2 separate regions of the Mus musculus genome follow, and region 2 is linked to region 1. Evidence: chromatin contacts called from public promoter capture Hi-C data. All regions are on one chromosome and are shown on one strand. Each heading gives the region's core, a stretch centred on a gene start, on an enhancer-like site or on the middle of the called end of the contact. The rest is flanking DNA. Distances are from core to core; before and after follow the strand shown. Region 1 holds the start of Tle2 (transducin-like enhancer of split 2). Region 2 holds the start of Zfp873 (zinc finger protein 873).

Region 1 (6,348 bases), core at 1,260-3,759:
GGGACAGCTTGTGGGACACTGTTTTCTCAGACTTCCCAGGAGCCAGGTGTGTTCCTCGGTCTGCAAGGGAAAAATGAGTAAACAGTAAAGCAGAAACTAGGGCTGAGGAGTAAGATGCCGTGTTTCTAGTAGCAGGTGCTGGGAGGCGCTTCAAGGCACCAGCACAGGCCTCTGCAGGGGAGAGGATGAGTGGCCAGAACCTGAAAGAATGGTCCATGTAGAAGGACCTACACCTTGTACAGCGCCTGCGACAGCCTTAAGGCTGGGCAACGCCTAGGATGCTGGAGAGTATGGCGGTCCAGATACTGAGAGTGCTCCACCCCTGGCCATGGCTCCAGCCACTTACTGGAGGATGCTAGGGTGGGGAATGGGGTGAAGGGGGGCTCCACTACTAATCACGCCCCAGCCTCCTCGCTGGAGGATTCTAGGCTGGGATCCACCCTTGACCACGCCCCCAGTCCCCTCTCGGGGATTCTGGCAGATGCTCCAAGGAGTTACAGAACACTCATTCTCAGAGGGCTAACTGTCTAGGTCAGAAAGACTGTCACTTTCTGGGCCCACGGACTTTGTAAAGTTCCATCTACAATGTTAACCTTACTGAGCGCTCTCCCACACATATGATCGCAGTGGCTCATGTTTGTTCCTCTGTCATCGCTTGTCTAAATTGTTGCTTTTCATACAGCTCCTGACCAGCCAGCTGTGATCTTGGCTGCTCTGTGGCTCATCTCCCAGAGTTTGATCAGAGAGAGCTCCATTCTGTCCTTTTATCCTGGAAGTCCTAGGTTTTCAGCTAGTATCCTCCTGCTGTAGAGCGCTGGCCCCGTGCAAGTCTCATAAAGGCCCCTGTCCTCTGTAGCTGACTTAGCTGCCCACAGAGATCCAAACGTTAATGTGGATGTGAGGTCTTTCCCCTATGATTGTTGCCCACTGTTTCCCAGTGCATAGTAGTTCACAGTAGCACCAGGCATACATTTATTGATTGATTTAATGATGGACCAGAGCTCAGGTTTCTTTCCTTGGTTTTTTTTTTTCCCTCCCTCTCCCTGAGACAAGGTTTCTCTGTGTAGAACCTGGTTGTCCTGAAACTTGCTCTGTAGATATCTTAGTTAAGATTTTACTGCTGTAAACAGACACCATGACCAAGGCAATTGGGGCTGGCTTACAGAGTCAGAGGGTCAGTCCATAATCATCGAGACAGGTGCATGAAGGCCTCCAGGCAGGCATGGTACAGGAGGAGCAGAGAGTTCTGTGTCTTCTTCTGAAGGCCCCTAGAAGAAGTCTGACTAAGGCACTTGGCAGAGCTTCAAAGCCCACTCCCAGAGTGGCATACTTCCTCCAACAAGACTACACCTACTCCAACAAGGCCACACCTCCAAATAGTGCTACTCCCTGGGCCAAGCATGGTCAAACCACCACAGTAGACCAAGCTGTCCTGAAACTCAGAGAGATCTGCCTGCCTCTGCATTTCAAGTGCTGGGATTGAAGGTGTGGGTCCCCTCCTTCCTCTTCTGAGGTCTAGTCCTGCCAGAGTTGGAAACAAAGGATGATTCCTGGGGGGAAGGGGGTTTCCATGGTGACAGGTGGCTTCTCAGCTCTGGGGGACACCCTTAAACTTGATGGGATGTAGGAGGTGGCCTGATGGCACACAGAGGCCTGTTGTCCCAGCTACTACAGGGACTGAGAATTCCAAGCTCAAGCTTTGCAGGGGCAACTTAGCAAGGCCTTGCCTCCAAAAGTAAAAGGGGGCTGGGGGCGTGGTCAAGAGTGGAGTCTCTAATCCCTAGTGAGGGGCTGGGGGCGTGGTCATGGGTGACTTCTGCCTAGAATCCCTCGGTGAAGGGCTGGGGGTGTGGTCAGAGGTAGAGCTGCTGCCTAGAATCTCCCAGTGAAGGTCTGGGGGCGGGGTCAGTGGTGAAGCCCCTGCAGAAGATTTTCTAGTGTTCCGGTTCAAGATACACAAGAGTTCTATGCACTAAGTTTAAAGAGTCTGGTCCTTTAGGAGCCCAATCTGGATAGAGGAGGCCACCCAGTTGGCTGGTGGTGGCACTAGCATGCAAGTCTGTAGTGGGCTCTGAGCCTGACCAAGCTGCCCTGGGCTCTGTCCTGGATCTCTCCAGAGTGGGGCAGCATTGGTTGACAAGCATAGCCTGGGTCTGCTCTTCCTGGGACAGGTGTGTATCTCTCTCTCTTTCGATCTTGGGGATGTTTATCCTTCATAAGGGCATAGTGTCGCTGTCCCAGAGAAGCCACTTGCAGCCCCCACGGCTCCAGAGGCGCGCGCACAGAGATTTTTTTTTTTTTTTTGCCTAATTTCTCTCCCCCCGGTTTTTTTTTTTTTTTTGAGTGGGGGTGGGGCGGGAACACTAGGATCGAACCCAAGCCTCAGTTTCCCCAGCGGGTCTTGGAACCGAAGAAGCAGAGCAGGCGGGGGCGGCGGTGCCACCTTAAGGCGGGTCCCGCCCGCGGCTCCCAGCCGAGCCCCGCGGAGGGAGGCGGCTCCGCAGCCACTGAGGCCACCAGCGCCGACCCCGGGCGGCGGCCACAGACCTGCGGCGCTGACTGCAGCTGCCCCTGGGTTGTACAACCCCGGACGCGCTGGCTGGAGGGGGGGCGCAGCGCGGGGTCCTGGTCCCCTGCCCCGACAGGCTCTCCCTGGCTGCTCTTTCTTTGCGTAAAAATCCCTCCCCCAGCTCCGGCTTCTCTCCTAGCTTTTCCAGGCTCAGTCTCCTTGCACCCCAGCTCTAGCTTAGCACCCCAAATTCTACTGCCTGCTCCTCCCCGCACCCAATTCTCTCCCCAGCGCCACCTCTGCACCTCAGCGTCCCTTTGCCACATCCTCAAGCCTCCAAGAAGCTGGGGGGGTCCATTCTCTCACCCATCCATCAGCAGGATGTACCCTCAGGGAAGGCACCCGGTGAGTACGGAGACTCCCATCTCTGGCTGCAGGAGGTGGGGACCAGGGAGGGGACTCCTGCCTGCTGTTGCCCTGGAACTCACCCTAGTGTCCTTTCCCACTCTCCCCCTCAGACCCCGCTGCAGTCTGGCCAGCCTTTCAAGTTCTCAGTACTGGAAATCTGTGACCGGATCAAAGAGGAATTCCAGTTTCTTCAAGCTCAGTACCACAGGTGAGGGAGCCCTAGTTCTGGGCCCTGGGAAGCCCCATGGGGGTGAGCGGGGACTCTTGGAGGGGCGTGGTTTCTAGGGCAAGGGGCGGGGCTCATTGGGCCTACTGGAGGGCTTTCTGGTGGAGGTGGTGCCCAGAAGAGTGTGAGATGAATGGATTCAGGGAAAGCCTTCCCTGAGAATGTTTTGGTCCCAGGAGTAGATCTGGGCTCGAGAGGACTGGGAACAGTTTCTAAAGGAATGGGGAGCCAGCAGCTTCTGCCTGTCACTGTGGAAACTGACCCATGTGGGGTGTGGCAAGTCAACCCCCATTTTTGTCTATTCTTCCTGCCCAGCCTCAAGCTAGAATGTGAGAAGCTGGCCAGCGAGAAGACAGAAATGCAAAGGCATTATGTGATGGTAAGGAGTACCTGCCCATTCTGCCCACTTCCGTGTTCTCCCTAAAAAGGGCAGGCTGGGATACCAGGCACTGTTCTGTGGGTCTCCCCCCCCCTCCAATTTGGGGGACTACCTGATTGTCCTATCTCTCTGAGCCCATCCGTGATCCATCTTGTGGGTTCCCTGTCTGGGTCTCCATGGGGCTCAGGGTGTTTGTGTCTTGCCCTGATACTCGTACCACCCCCTCGAGGCTGCACCCCATCAGTGTCCCCAGGGTGGCACCAGCTATCCACACTGGCCAAGACTGTCTCCTTTGCAGTACTACGAGATGTCCTACGGACTCAACATTGAGATGCATAAACAGGTGACCATGTGGGGTACGGGTGTCTGCGGGGAGGGTCTAACTAAGTTCATCCACATTTCAGGTGGTCATCCCAAAGGTTCTGAGTGGATCTGAGATTTGAGATAGCCCTGAAGGTTCTGAGGGTTCAAGGATCTGAGATAGCCCTGAAAGTTCTGAGATAACTGACAGTTCCAAGGACTGGAGGTTCTGAGATAGCCCTGAAGGTTCTGAGGGCTTGAGCTTCTGAGATAGCATTTGGAGTTGCATGGTTGATCCCATGGGCTTCTGAGACTCCAGCCTATGGTGTTAGGGTTCTGAGATACACTCTATGTGGAGATTGACTTTGAGGTCTGTAATTAACCCTGAGTCCCCAAAGTGGCCAGTGGCTCTAGGGGGTCCTGAGGGTTCAGAGATCTGTTGATGAGTGGATTTATAGGTTTTGCCCCCGAACACTCATGATTCCATGCTGGAGCCCTACCCTAGGCTCCTTTCTGTGCAGGTAGATGCTGAGTGAGCCTCACCTGCCATTTGCTTCCCCTGGTTTCTGTGGGACTTGGTGCTGATGTGGGCAGCAGAGAGCTGGTCCTTACTGGTCCTTGCCTGGTGGAGGACACAGGCCTTGTAGGCGACCAGAGGCAACCACAGAACAGCCCCCCAAAGACCTGCAGAGAGCTGGGTCATGCCAGACAAACACACACTCTTTCACACAGGTTTCTAGGGCCTCGGGGAATGACCACAGTGCTGCCTTGGGCATCATCGGTCCATCTATGTTTGCATCTCTGAGGGCTTCATAGGGCGGTGGGGAGGTGTCACAGACTTGCAGGACTCCCTAGCCAGGCAGCTCCACGAATGCTCAGTCCAGCTGGGGGCTGGATGGTGGAAGTGACTGTCCCTTCCAGTGCTGGCGGCTGGATGGTGGAGGTGACTGTCCCCTCTAGTGCTGGGGGCTGGATGGTGGAGGTGACTGTCCCCCTCCAGTGCCACCCAGCTTGTTGCTTCTCTACCAGGCTGAGATTGTGAAACGCCTCAGTGCGATCTGTGCCCAGATGGTCCCGTTCCTCACTCAGGAGGTGAGTGTGCAGAGTCTTGGAGGCAGGGAGGGTGTCCTGGGCCTGGTTAGACACTGGCTGAGGGTGAGGACCAAGGGCATTCTGCCCTTCATATGTCCATGAGTGTGCATATCATGAGGACAGAGAGAGGTCAGCCTTGGTGTGTGCGCTTCCCACGGTGCCATTCTCCTTTGATTGCTTTTATTACACTTTAATGCATTTATTTAATTTTATATGTATGGGTGTTTTGTCCACATATCTGTGCACCATATGTGTGCAGTACCCTCAGAGACCAGAGGAGGACGCTGTGTCCTCTGAAATTGGAGTTACAGATGGGTTGTGAGCCATCATGTGGGTGCCAGGAATCGAACCCTGGTCCCTTGAGAGAGCAGCCAGAGCTCTTAGCCACTGAGCCAACCCATAATTTATTTTTTTTGGGAAGAGGTGCATAGGCCATAGCAGACATGTGGAGGCCAGAAGTCAACTTGCAGGAATGGGTCCTCTCCTCCCACTATGTGGTTTGCAAAGATTGAACTAAGGTTGTTGTTGGCTTGGCTGCAATATCTTTACCTACTGAGATATCTTGCCATCCCACCCCCTCTAAATAGGCAGGGACTCTGACTGGCCTGGAAGCTGTCTAGTCAGTGAGTCCCAGGGTCTTCCTGTCTCCTCACCGGTGCTAGAATCGTACACACACTCCATGCCTGGCTTTTTTCAGTGTTTCTGGGGAATCGAACTTAGGTCCCTATGTTCCCATGACAAGCATTTTACCGACTCAGCCATTTCTCTAACCCTGGCTCTCTGCTCTGGATGGAGCTAGCTAGGGGTGCTCCTGTACCCATGGCTTACATCTGCTGGTACAAGTCCTGACTTGGTGTCCTTAGGCAAGATACATGCCTCTCTGTGCTTACCTACTGGTTAGGGTGTCCTGAGAGTTAGGTGAGCAATTATGGGACTAATCTTACAGGATGACTCTTGGTGACTCTTGCCAGGGCACACACAGGACACTCTGCAGATTTCCATTCCCAAGAACTCTGAAGTTATCAAATCCAGGGCCAGGAAGTGCCATGGTGGGTGAGTGGGGCTGGGGAGAGAGCAGGGACAGAGCTTCAGTTAAGGGAGTTGGAAAGCTCCAGAGATGATGGTGGGGAAAGCCACAGGGCCCTGCGAATGAGCTTCATGTTCATCCATGTACTTGAGATGGCTCCGATTAGCAAGTTTTGTTAGGCATTTTTAGGACAGTGATTTTGAAAACACAGCATCAGTACAGACAGAGGCTGACCCACCAGTGTGACTAGCTCGTGAAACATCAGAAAGCTCCGTGGCCTGCCTTGCTCCTGCTGACCATAGGACCTTGGTGTTGGCCATTGCCACTTCTGTGTGGAGGTGTTCCTCCAGAGACATGGGCAGGTCCCACCCCAGGATGGGCACACTGGGTACCCCACACAGCCAGCA
Region 2 (6,348 bases), core at 1,847-4,346, 470 kb after region 1:
ATTGAAGACTGAGATCCCTGTAAATGTACAGGAGAGTAACAGGATCCCAGGAAACTTTTAATGGCTGTGAGTTAGGGAGGGCTTTGTCTTCCTTCAGGGACACACTTCCAATGTCCCCTTTAAACATTTTCTTCATGCTGGTTGGTGATGGGAACACTTTTAATCCTAGCACTGATGAGGCTTAGTCTGGTAGACTTCTGTGAGTTCCAGGCCCTCCTCCTTCACAGAATGAGTTCCAGGGCAGCAAGAGCTTTCTTGAAAAAATAGGGAGAAAGCAAAAGAAAACGGAAAAATTTTGAGACAAGCATTTCCTTTCTCCAATTTTACAATTCATCAATCTCTGATAGAAGTAGATCATGAATGAACTAAACCCCCCACATAGAGATGGCATTTTATATTAGGTGGCCTACTAAATTATAATTTAGCAGATTAAGTACTCACTCATAGGGTAGGACACAGAAAACAGGAAACAAATAAATTAACTGAGAAGGAAACTATATTACAATGTACTTTCTCCATACCTTGTTTATGTCAAAGTCACTAAAAAAATGGAAATAAAAGCATGGGTTCCTAGGACATCCTTGGGCAGAAACAAGAATGAACTTCAAAAGAGGAGTCACAAATATATTAAGAAAAAACAGGCATGGAGAGTAGCAGGGCAGGGCAGGGCAGGGCATGATGTGAGGCGTTGAGACCCAGCTTTGCCTCTGTCTGCAGCCTTCAGCTCTCATGGCTGCTCACTGGTGGCACCTCTGGAGCATCCAGCAATCTCTTCCTTTGGTTTGCTTTGGATGTGTGCTTTCCCATGGTTGGCTCTTTAGGCTGTTGCATATTCACTAGAGCCTTCACAATGTGGAGGGTAAACAACAACATAAAAAACAAAACAAAAAACCAATGTGGAGGGTTAGGACCTCTGTTAATACCTGAATATCTTTTGGAGGCACATGACTACCAAAATATGCATAATTTCTGATAATATTCATTTTCTGGTATTATATTAAAGGCACTTTGTAAAAGGGAAGACCACAATATTGAAGGACATAAAAAAGGTTTAGAAGATGTAGAAGGTAATTTTCATGTGCAAGAGGATATACTCATGTACCTCTGAAGAAATTGTAATATAACCTGAAGTTTTAAGGAAAAGCTACAGTGTAAATAAGGCCAGCTTTGTGATGCTTTTTTTGTTTGTTTGTTTTTGTTTTTTTCTGGCTGTCCTGGAACTCACTCTGTAGACCAGGCTGGCCTTGAATTTAGAAATCTGCCTGCCTCTGCCTCCCAAGTGCTGGGATTAAAGGCATGTGTCACCACTGCCCAGCGTGATGCTTATTAAATTCTCATAATGCCACATACCCCAATGCCAGGTACCTGATCAATGTTTTGAGGGCATTTTTTCTAAGAAACAACACAAGGAAAGAATGCCTTAACAGATGTCACAATTTTAGTGATAGCCACATGAGAGCCATGTTGTACAACTGCCTGTCCATTTGGGTTCACACCATTCAATTATTGTAAAAGGCATAAGCATTGTTGAGTGTGTGCCTTAGTTACGGTTCTATTGCTATGAAAAAACACCATGACCATGGCAAGTCTTATAAAGAAATCTATTTAGTTGGGGCTGGCTTACATTGTCAGAGGTTCAGTCCATTATCATCATGGTAGGAGCATAGCAGTGAGCAGGCAGTCAAGGTGTTGAAGGAGCCAAGAGTTCTACATCTTGATCTGATTGTACCCAGTACAGGACAGGCTGTCTTCCCTAGGTAGCCACGAGGAGGCAGTCTCCCACACTGGATGAAGCTTGACCATAGGAGCCTCAACACCCACCTCGCTAAGTGCCACACATCTTCCAAGGCCATACCTACCCCAACATTGACACACCTGAGTCGTGCCAATCCCCATGGGCCAAGCACATTCAAACCACCACATTCCATTTCCTGGCCTTACATCCTTGTTTAAACACACAAGTCTATAGGGGCCATCATAGCCACAATGCAAAAGTCCCCATAGTATATCATAGTCTCAACAATGTTTAAAAGTCCAAAGTTCAGAGTCTCTTCTGAGACTTATGCAATCTCTTAACTGTAATCACCTGAAAAAAAATCTCAATCATAATGGAAATTGTGTATTTTCAACATCACAGGATGCACATGACCAGTCCAAAATTATAGTGAGGAAATACTGGACCAAAGCCAGACCAGAAATCAGCTGGGGAAACGCCAAACTCTGCATTTTCATGTCTAATCTCTAACTCCTTTCAGCTTTGGTGACTGAAACACAATTCTTTCTCTTGGCTGGCTCCACTTCCTATTAGCAGTTTTCCTTGGCAGGTATTCTATGGCTCTGGCATCTCTAATATAGTCTCCGAGGCAACTTCAACTTCACACCTTCTTGTTCCAATGTTGGGGATCCACACACATTATCTTCTGGGCTCCTCCAAAGGGCTTGAGTCATATCTCCAGCTCTGCCCTCTGTAGCACTCTGCGCTGTTCTTGGTGATCATCCCTTGGTTTTGGGCTCTCCAGTATGCTCTGGTCTTGTGCTCCAACTAGGCTCCATCAATAGCCTCTCAGGCAGACCAAGAGATCGGGAATGTAAAGGGTAGATGAAAAATAAAAATACATCCCCACCCCTAGGTAATCTAAATGGTTGGATTATAAAGGGAAGGGCCGCTGTGGGAAGCAGGGCTGTAGAAGTTCAGGGTAGGGTCGGGGCATGCCAGCCAACTCTGTAAGCAGTATGGACTGAGGGATGCAGGGAGAAGTTGACAGACAGCCTCTGCGCTGATAAAGTACCCACCTTAGTTTTTTATCCCTGGTTGTAGGACCTAACATTCTGTGCCCAGGAGGAAGAAGGGGAAATACCTACTGTGTGAAGGAGAAGTGCCGGAATGACTTTGCAATCCAGGCACAAGTTCAGCTGCAATGCCAATCTCCACAGCTCTGGGAAAGTTCTGTCCCTGCAAACCACTGTGCATTGTCCCTGTAAGGCACTCTTGACTCTAGAGTGTTAGCGCCTGTCACAGAGGCCTTATTAACCAATCAGAGCCTGGATTCGGACTGCCAGTCAGAACGGAGGCGGGCACTTCCGCCACCATGCTGCAGGTTTGACTGTGAGTCTTAGGGAAGCTCTTGTGGTTCTGTGTGCTGCTTTTTCAACTGCTGCTAGGAGCTGTGAGGAGAGTGGGTGAGCCCGGAATCCGCACCATGGTGAGCGGGGCCGCCGTCCCCACGCGGGGAGGATCTGCGGGAGCCCGGGGTGCGGGAACCGGCGGCGAGACGCGGGGCCCGGTGTGATTCCCTTTGTTCCCCCTGAGGTCCCCTCATCTCCCAGGCGGAGGCGGGACCTCTGATCGACTTAGTTCCCCTCTCTGCGCCTGCGTACAACTTGGGACGCCGGACCTGCTGTCCGCAAAGTGCAAAGCACCATTCAGTGCACGCGCATGCGCGGGTTTCACGGTAGCCAGATTTTCTGACTTGCAGAGCTCTAGTTTCTCTAGAGTCTTCTAGAAGTTCTTCACTTGGCATTTGCCATTCAGGTGTGGGCTCCATCTCCAGTGAATTCTGCGCAGGTGTAAAGTCTGTGCTATTAACACATTCGCATGCAGATGCCACCGTGGTCCAATCCCATGTGTAAGACCAGACTTACTGGGTTACCTACATTAACTGTGTTGCTGTTTCTGAGTGCTCTCTCGTGTTTTGTTGGTCTCTTTCTTTCTCAAACAGCACAGTCTTTATCGCAGGTGTAGGGTAACTTAGAAGCCAGACGGTGTCACTGTGCTGTTTATTCAGCCTTGTGTGTTCATGTTTTCTTTCATGCTGACCTTTTGTCATCGGCTTTCTGTCGTTCATTGCAGAAATCGTTAGACTCTTTAGTGGACGTTTGTTGAATCCATAGCTCAGATTGTGTCCTGCAATAATACTGAGACTTCTTGTCTACAATCTTGCAATTTCTCTCCTTTGATTGAATTCGTTGATTTTTTTTTTTTTATTATATATTTATAGTTTTGGCAACCGATATTTGTCCCACTTCTGTGTATTTCTGGCCATTTTATCCATGGTGACATATAAGAGATATGGGGATCTGTACTTTTAATTTACTACATTTGTTTCTTGTACACAAGTGTTTGGCTTTCTTGTATTTGTGTTTATCAGTTGGGTGTTTGGTGTCCATAGAAGACCAAAGAGGCCATTAGATGTCGCCACCAGGATCTAGGAATAATTTTTTACCACCATGTTAGTGCTGGGAACCAAACCCAGCTCTTCCACTAGAGCAGAAGTCTTAGTTGCTGAGCCATCTCTTCTGTCTTAAACTTGACAGACTTTGAAAAATTTGCATGTGAGTGTGCCCATTTCACAGGCTGAAAACTGAGGGTTAAGGTGATTGAGGTTTGTTAAAAGTCTTGTGTTTGGGAGTTGGGAGATGTCTCAGAGGTACTGTTTGAGACTCGGTCTGTTTGACACAAGCTAGAGTCAGACTGGCCTGTGGGCAAATGTGTAGGGTATTCTCCTGATTAATGATTGATATAATAGTGCTTACCCCACTGTGTTTGGTGCCACCATGGCCACCAGTCAAGATCATTTGTACTTTTGTGGCTAGGAACAATTGCTGAGGACCAGCCTCAGTTGTTTTGGGGTTCTTGAGAATGGGAGGATTGGACCAGTGTGAAGTCAAGAGTCTCAGGCAATGATGCAGGCTCAAGCTGACAGGTGACTCATAGTTGTTCAGAAGCTGAGCTCAGAGACAGCTTTCTGGTTTGTCTTTTCTTTTTCTCTCTGAGTTCATCTCAGGCTTTTATTGGTTACACACTTCCTTGTTATGCAGTAATACATAATCCAAAGCCTTTTCATTACTTTTCTCAAGCACATTAGTTTTTCTGAAAAACCTCATGTAACTATGCCACCAGAAAGCATAATGCACACCCAAAGACACAGTTTAGTGTCTGCTAAAGCAAGTTTTACATTAACCTTTATCTCTCAGAAAAAACTCCACATCACAGGTCATCTAGGCATGAACATATGGTTATAGCATTAGCATGAAAACAGAATGGTGCCTAAACAGGTCAGGATAATGTTAATATTTTTAACTTGTCTAAAACTTGCAAGATCTCTTTATTAAGATATATTCATTTATATATCTATTTCTACAGTACTTTCCAAACTTTTCTTCATATGCAATATTCATTCCTCTTGCAACTTCCCCTAGGGCTCCTTCACAAGCCCAAATCCTATCTCTTAAAACTTGTACTCTAATTTCCTTAGGCAAATGATGCCAGGGGAGTCAAATCATTATGTTCCTATCTTTCCAGGAAGGTCAGCTCACTAATCCAATAGATCCAGCTATTACTTCCTCTGTCTTGTCCCTTGTATTTTCTATGGACAGCCCTGCCCCTAGGCCCAGTGTTCCTTTTCCTTGCCTGTCCTCCTTGCTTCCTGAGGATCACCTATAGTACCCTCAGCTGTACCTCCAGCAGCAAGTCTGCATACACACTGCTATGCTTTCCACCATGAGGATAATGGACAAAGCCTCTGAAACCATTATCAGCCCCAATAAAATGTTGTCCTTTATAAGAGTTGCCTTATTCATGGAGTCTCCTCAGAGCATTAAAACCCTAACTAAGAAGTTGCTACCAGGGCCTGCGGTATTGCTGTGATAGGCCTGACCATGCTTTTGTTTGAGAGATGTAGATTTTGGGACTTTGGATTAGGAAAGCAGTGGAATGCTTTAAGTGGGATTTAATGGGCTAGAAGCATGGAAGACAGTGGTGCTGAGCATAATTTGAATTCTGGGTGCCTGGCTCAAGTGATTTCATAGGGGAAGAATTTTAATATGTTTTTTAGACATTGTCCTTGTGATATTTTGGTGAAGAGTGTGACAGCTTTTTGCCTATGTCTGAAGAGGCTGCTTGAGGCTAAGGTGAAGAGATTTAGAATAATTACTTTGGCAAAGGAAATCTCAAAACAGCCTAGTGTAGACTCTGTTCTGTGGTTCACTCTTAGTAAGAGAACATTTTACAAAGGAATAATATGAGCAAGGACAGATACTGAAAGAACCTAGTGGGGAAACCCCCACTCAACTCCCGATTCGGCGTGCACCCAAGAATCACGAACAGATCGTCTTGATGTAAAAACACGAGGTAGTTTAATGGTGGAACTCCGGGTCAAAATGTATCTCATGCAGGAGACAGTGGATTCGACCACGAGGCTTGGAAGCCAGGGGTTTTTATAGAAAAGGGGCTGGGACTGGGGGAGGAATTGGCGCAGTTTCACATGATTGGTTCATTTAAACATCAGCAGACTGTAAATGCAGATAACATTTAACTTAGGTCAGAAGGGCGGGAGATAGGGAGGCTCC

The links. Capture Hi-C pulls out chosen DNA fragments and counts their contacts.
Region 2: a promoter capture Hi-C map of liver shows a contact between it and region 1. The contact joins the promoter of Zfp873 here to the promoter of Tle2 in region 1. A contact is called at or near these places in 1 of 39 promoter capture datasets (cranial neural crest), 2 of 484 Hi-C or Micro-C datasets (cardiomyocytes and nephron progenitors), 5 of 115 datasets of contacts at active chromatin or transcription factors (acute myeloid leukemia, embryonic stem cells, stem cell-derived neural progenitor cells and 1 more) and 1 of 9 other capture datasets (liver).

What each region holds. Positions count from the first base shown.
Region 1 is chr10:81,572,778-81,579,125 of GRCm38.p6, forward strand. It overlaps Tle2 (transducin-like enhancer of split 2), which reads left to right and starts at 2,510. Exons shown (of 21, transcript NM_019725.2): 1 at 2,510-2,914; 2 at 3,028-3,125; 3 at 3,459-3,522; 4 at 3,752-3,865; 5 at 4,852-4,914. The coding sequence starts at 2,891.
Region 2 is chr10:82,045,027-82,051,374 of GRCm38.p6, forward strand. It overlaps Zfp873 (zinc finger protein 873), which reads left to right and starts at 3,097. Exons shown (of 4, transcript NM_001319203.1): 1 at 3,097-3,203. The coding sequence starts at 3,201. It overlaps Gm46195 (a long non-coding RNA gene), which reads right to left and starts at 3,022. Exons shown (of 2, transcript XR_001779681.1): 1 at 2,863-3,022; 2 at 1,421-2,560.